Linked DNA regions of Sus scrofa: region 2 is linked to region 1. A link is a contact called in public promoter capture Hi-C data. All regions are on one chromosome and are shown on one strand. Each heading gives the region's core, a stretch centred on a gene start, on an enhancer-like site or on the middle of the called end of the contact. The rest is flanking DNA. Distances are from core to core; before and after follow the strand shown. Region 1 holds the start of MTPAP (mitochondrial poly(A) polymerase). Region 2 holds the start of SVIL (supervillin).

Region 1 (3,298 bases), core at 40-2,539:
CAAAAAGGTGGAAACAACCCAAATGCCCATTAACTGAGGAATGGATAACCAGCCACATGTGGCATATTCATACAATGGAATATTACTTTGCTATAGAAAGGAATGAGGTAACAAGACATGCCATTACACCATATTGTATGATTCCATTTATATGAAATGTCCAGAGAGGCAATTCTATAGAGATGCATAGTAGGTAAGTGGTTATTTAGGGCTGGGGGGGAGGGTGGCGATGAGAGGTGGTAGCTAATGGGCACAGGTTTCATTTGGAGGTGATGAAAATGCTTTAAAATGATTGTGGTTATTGCACATCTTTGTGAATATACTAAAAATCTTGAATAGCACACCTAAAGGGGCAAATTGTGTAATATGAATATATGAATTAAATCTCAATAAAATTGTTCCAAAAAAAGAAAGGGAAGAAAAGAAGGAAGGGAGGAAGAGAAAGAAAGCAAGAAAGAAATAGAGGAACGAAGGAAGAGAAAGAGAGGGAGGGAGGGATGAAAGAAGAGAGAAAGAAAGGAAGAAAGAAAGAAATCTTGTACCAGGAAACCTGGGTTTAACTCCCATCTCTGTCCCTGCCTAGCTGTACAACTTTAGAAATGTCACTTAACCCCTCTGTGCCTTAGCCTACCCATAAGTAAATGGAGATAATAAGAGTCCTACCTCACAGGGCTGTTGCAAGGATTAAAAGAGTCAACACCTGTAAAGCACATAGAACAGTGTTTGGTCAAGAAAAAGTGTTATTCAGTTATACAGCGAATGGATGGTCAACGCCACCTGCTGTAGAGCGCAGAAATCTCTACTCAATATTCTGTGATAACCAATACGGGAAAAGAATCTGAAAAAGAATGTATATGTGTATATGTATAACCCAATCACTTTGCTGTACAGTAGAAATTAACACAACATTGTAAATCAACTATACTTCAATATAATTTTAAAAAAAAGAAAAAAGACAAAAAGAAACAGTGTTATGGTTTATTATATTCTTAGGTTCCCAAGTCAGTGCTCTTTCCTCCTGCCCTTGCTCTCTGGTTCTGTTTTCACGGCTATGTGAAAGAGTAGGTGGTGTGCTCGTTCTCTGGGGGTCTTCTTTTGGAGAACCCGGAGAGCGGAAATAAAACGTGTTGAAAACCTCAGCCATCCCCATTCAAACCGCGTCTCAATTTCTTTTACACGTGAACGTTTTTCTCCTACTTTGACCCTCTAGGCTTCCCATCCTCTGGGCCTCGGCGCACATGCGCAGACGCCCGGCGACCTCCTGGCTCGGAGTCTCCGCCGCTCTGACAATGGCGGCCCGCGGCGTGGGACTGTTGACCCGGTTGTCCCTCGGTGCTCAGAGAAATCAAGTCCAGCGTGCTCTCCGTAGGCTTCTCAGTTGTCCGGGAACGGTGGCCGCAGACCTCAGGAGAGAAGAGCAGTTCTCGGGGAGCGCGGAGACAGGTAAAGGCGCCGGGTCTGTAGTCGCGGTGGGAGAGGGAAGGGGAAGCGGCCGTGGACCCTTTGGGGTTGGGGGAGGCCGCGTCCCGTCCTCGGCAGACCTCCCTCGGGGAACCGAGGGCCGCCGCCGTGGCTCGGACTGGCGGCGGGGTGGGTGTGTGACGGTTCTTTTCCGGAGACTCTTGTGCACAGTGATGACGTTATTGGAACCTGTGAAGTGCGTGCCGGCAGCACGGTTTGCTAGTGTTTGACAATTTGGCAAAGTAACGTTGCGGGTAATGAAAGTGATGCCTCGGCTCAGTCAGTCGCTTCCTTACTCCCAAATGTAACTGGTTTTGATGCTTACAAGGTGCTGATGGAGGCTGAGCGTGGTGAAGCCGTTGATTAATAACGGGGATTCCCGGTCATCCAGTGGAGGGTTCTGCCTCTGAAATTACTGTCGGTTGCTTTATGTTTCTGGCCATTTTGAGCAAAATCAGCTTGGTACCAGGTTTGAATCCACTGGAACAGGTTGTTGTCCCTCAGGCGTTCTAAATTTATATGCAAGTGTATTAAGTCCACCATGCTTGAACCTCTCTTGTGACCCCGGAGCTGCGTATATGTTCTTTACAATTCTTGAACAAATCTAGCAAGAAATGCATCCCTGTCTCCATTTTAGTGATGTGGAAAGAGGCGCAGAGAGCTAAGTGACTTGCAGCCAAGTTAATTTAGAATCCTTTGTTAAACAAAATGTGTTGATGTTTACCATTTCCTGGAGCTATAGTTTTAAGAAACAAAATAATTTCTGGGGACAGTTCTAAGGTAGACTAAACAAGTACAGTATTTCCCCTAAAATAAATGATAAGATTGCTGTCCTCATCGGTCTGTCTGAAAGACTCATATTGACAGAGTGAGAAATATTAGTTAAAACGACAGTTCATTGAAATGCCGATTGTGTTGTATTTAGTAGACGCTGCTTCTGTTAAAAATTCTTAAGTGACTGGAAATTGGAGCAAAACTTCTGCCAAAGAAGCTATTGCATTTTAACATGGTTTACGTTTGAGTTTTTTGTATGGTTTTTGAGATATTGAAACCTCTGAACTAGGCTTGGAAAGAGTAATTATTACTCCGTTTTATAATTGTGGAAACAGACTAACCCAGGTGGCTTGTTTATATTTACTCAGCTATTCAATAGCAAAGGTAAGAATAAAACCTCTGATTCCAAGGCTTCACTTAGTAAAGCTTTGTTGTTTTTCTTAGGAAATGTGCCTCATTTTGTATCATTCGGATAACATAACCCTCTAAAATATTTAGGGACTCATGAGGCATAACTAGTAACAATCCTCATTTGAATGTCTTTTTCATTTTTAAAGAGAAGCTACCTACACCTTATAATTCACTTAGAAGTATATAGTTTTGTAATTAGAAGGAAACTGAAAAATATCCAATTCAGTTTTTTACTCAGTGTGAGAACTCATTGCCACAACTTTGGTAGTTACATTTTCTGGTAACAAGAGACACACTATTGGAATTCCCGCTGTGGCCCAGTGGGTTAAGAATCTGACAGCAGTGGCTCGGGTCACTGCAGAGGTTCAGGTTTGATCCCTGGTCAGGCCTAGTGGGTTAAAGGATCTGGCATTGTCAGAGCTGTGGTGGAGGTTGCAGCTGTGGCTTGGATTCAGTCCCTGGCCCAGGAACTTCCCTATGCTGGGGGTGTGGCCATAAAATAAAATAAAATAAAATAAAATAAAATAAAATAAAATAAAATAAAAAGAAAACAAACACACTTGCGGTTCCTGCTGTGGCGCAATGGGATTGGCAGCATCTTGGGAGCCACTGGGAAGTGGGTTAGGGATCTGGTGCTGCTGCAGCTGTGGCT
Region 2 (3,055 bases), core at 275-2,774, 410 kb after region 1:
GGTGAGGCCCTAAAATGACAAAAGACCAAAAAAAAATTTTTTTTTAAATGCCTATCTTTACTCACAAAGCTGATTTCATGACCAGCAGCTTGAAAAACCCTAAGGCACCCTGGGAATTTAGGAAGCATAGAAGTTAACTAGAGATTCTAAAAGATAAACCTATAATTCAATAGGAAGCAGCTTAAGGGAGCATGCTTATAAATATTGTCAGAAAAAGTGAAGATTGCTCCAGATAAAGTACTTGCTAGCAGATGCCAAATTTGACTAAATCTTCTGAATTTCTAGGAATCAGTCCATTCCTTAAAGTGAACTTCTTTTTGAGCATCCAGTCCAGCCTAGACTTCAAACTTACAAAAATGGTTAAGGCTCTTATCCTCTGGGACCTCAGGGTTTGCTGGAAGATGCAGAAGGTTGACCCAGGAATGATGGCCAGCGCTCTAAGTGCTATGGTTGAGATGTGCCCAGGGTGCAGAAAGAGCAGCACAAGGACACCTCATTCAGGAAGGGGTGGGTGGGCTTCCTAGACCTGGCAACTCTCTGGAGGAGGCTGGAAGAGGTGATACCATCTCCCTAGATGAAGAGAGTGCTGGGTATTTGTGTTCCAAGAACATGGACCATCTTGAATCTGCCGGCATTGGGAGTGGTCCCTTTGGCTCCAATGAAAGGCACAGATGGGGAAATGGTTAGAGATGAGCCTCCAGAAGGAGGCAAGCAAAGGTGCTTAAATTCGTTCCTGAAACAAAAGGAATCCATTGAGGGGTTAAAAAAGGGCACAGGATAACTAGGTTTCTGCTTCTGAAAGATACCCAAGGATGCAGTATGGAGGATGCTGGCCAAAAGGATGCTGTGGCAGTGGTCTAGTTAGGAGGCTGGTATTGAACACCCAAGGAGAGGCGTTCCCATTGTGGCTCAGGGGAAATGAATCTGACTAGTATCCATGAGGACACAGGTTCTATCCCCGGCCAGGCTCAGTGGGTTAAGGATCCAGCGTTGCCATGAGCTGTGGTGTAGGCTTACAGCTACAGCTTCAGTTTGACCCCTAGCCTGGGAATCTCCATATGCTGTGGGTGCAGCCCTAAAAAGCAGGGAAAAAAAAAAAAAAACAGGAGAAACGGCACAAAGGGCTTTGGCCTGGGTAGTAGTGATGGGTATGGAGAAGCAAAGGGGCTGCTGTGAGGCATCCAAGACACAGTAGCAGGTGGATTGAATGGGATGTGCACCTTTGCCAGTCACTCAGATAGAGGATGCAGGTGGGGAGACAACGTTTGGGGGAAAGAGTTCTATGATGGATATACTGAGTCTGGAGTGCTGATTTAGTAGCTACTTGGATCTGGAGATTGGGGAGAGTCTCGCCTGGTGTTAGCTGAAGCCACAAAGTAAAGACAGGACCAGCAGGGGATTGGGAATGAGGCTTTGGGAGGATCCTTAATTCAGGGCTATTACTGATTTGCTGAAGATCAGCTGTCTCTGGTTAGCCTGGGATCAGTGTAAACAGCTCTAGTCTCTGCCTCCTCCGGCCTCCCTAGCTTAAACGCTGCCAGCACTCTCCCAGATAGCAGGAGGAAGGAAGCGTCTTTATTGCATGTGTTCAACACAGACCCTCCTTCTTGAACTTTCCAGAGACGGCACAGGTACCAGGCAGAGGGCATAGCTCCCACGAGGGCAGGGCAGAGGTAAGGCTGCTTCTCTACTTCGTCATTAACAAACTGTAAAGGGCCAGTTCTGAAAGGTCTGCTGGGGTTCCGAATTTCTCATAGATTCTTTTCACACATTGGAGTGTTGTGCTGATCATATTCTCAAGGACCCTGAGCTGGATTTTAAGTCCTTCCAGCTGTGAGTCACAGCACTTTAAGGGTTTGTGTTTGTCAGTCCACATGCGAGCCAGCTCCAGGGGAGGGCACAAGGATGGAGTAGAGATTGGGGAAGGCTGAGCCCAGAAGCTGCTCTGGGATCTTGGGGGCAGTAAAGCTGTTATGGGCCGAGTTGCCCCCGTCTCCTCTGCCCAATTCGTCTGTTGAAGCCCTAACTCCCAGAACCTCAGGATGTGATTGGATTTGGAGATAGGATCTTCAAAGAGGTAACTTAGTGAAAATGAAGTCTTTAATGGGTGGGCTATAATCCAGCATGACTGGGGTCTTAAAAAGAGATTAGGACAGAGACACACAGAAGAAAGGCAGCCATCCATAAGCCAAGGAGAGAGGCCTCAGAAGAAACAACCCTCCTGACGCCTGATTTCCAGCCTCCAGATGGGTGAGAAGATATTCTGTGGTCTAGGCCTCCAGGTCTGCAGGGTAGGTGGTGAAGGCTGCCTTAGGAAACTAACACACTCCCTTTTCATTCTTCAGATGGGAGCAGGTATGGATCCGCTTGATGCATCCTCAGGAGTTAAAATGAGAATCTAACAGTGGGAGGAAAAAAAGCAGTAGCTGGAGGGAATGTAAATGTGAACACTAGTGAAACAGACAAGAAGCACAAGTGAATTTCATAAGTTTATTTACTGCCTCGCAGATTACCAAGTACTTCACCAACCTTAACTCATTTCATCATCACCACTGTCTCAGCATCACCTGGAAACTTGTTAGAAACGCCAAGTTCTGGGCCAGGCAGGTTAAAGAAGCAGACAGTGGGGTGGGGCTCGCAATCTGTGTTTTAAACAAATCTCGGGGGTTTGGCGAGGGATTCTGATTAGCAGAAGTGTAAAGTGTGAGAACCACCGACAGAGGGGACGGTCCCCTGTCAAGACGGGCAGTTCGGAGGGTGACCAGACTTTTTCATGGCTGTGAGTGGCCACAGGACGATCTGCTTGACCAGTGGCCCCGAGCCCCTGCGACTACAACGTTCGCACACATTTTGATGGGTTTTGTCCCTGGAAGGGCTGGATATTCACAGTGCCTGACCGGGGTCTCTAAGGTCTGCGGCGCCCCTCGGGCCTTGCTGCAGCTGAGGGACTGGAACAGGGAGCTCGGCGAGCCCAGGGGGCCCGGGAGCAGCCGGGCGCGTGCGCGCGTGCGCGTCCTCGAGCCAGGCGGGTGCGCGCCGAGGGGGTGGGTCGCGC

What was found. Promoter capture Hi-C pulls out the DNA fragments that hold promoters and counts their contacts.
Region 2: a promoter capture Hi-C map of fetal liver shows a contact between it and region 1, with 8 times the contacts expected there. The contact joins the promoter of SVIL here to the promoter of MTPAP in region 1. A contact is called at or near these places in 4 of 5 promoter capture datasets (fetal liver, fetal skeletal muscle and liver) and 1 of 2 datasets of contacts at active chromatin or transcription factors (alveolar macrophages).

What each region holds. Positions count from the first base shown.
Region 1 is chr10:40,763,128-40,766,425 of Sscrofa11.1, forward strand. MTPAP (mitochondrial poly(A) polymerase) reads left to right here and starts at 1,290. Exons shown (of 11, transcript NM_001317082.1): 1 at 1,290-1,443. The coding sequence starts at 1,290.
Region 2 is chr10:41,174,834-41,177,888 of Sscrofa11.1, forward strand. SVIL (supervillin) reads left to right here and starts at 1,525. Exons shown (of 36, transcript XM_021064788.1): 1 at 1,525-1,673.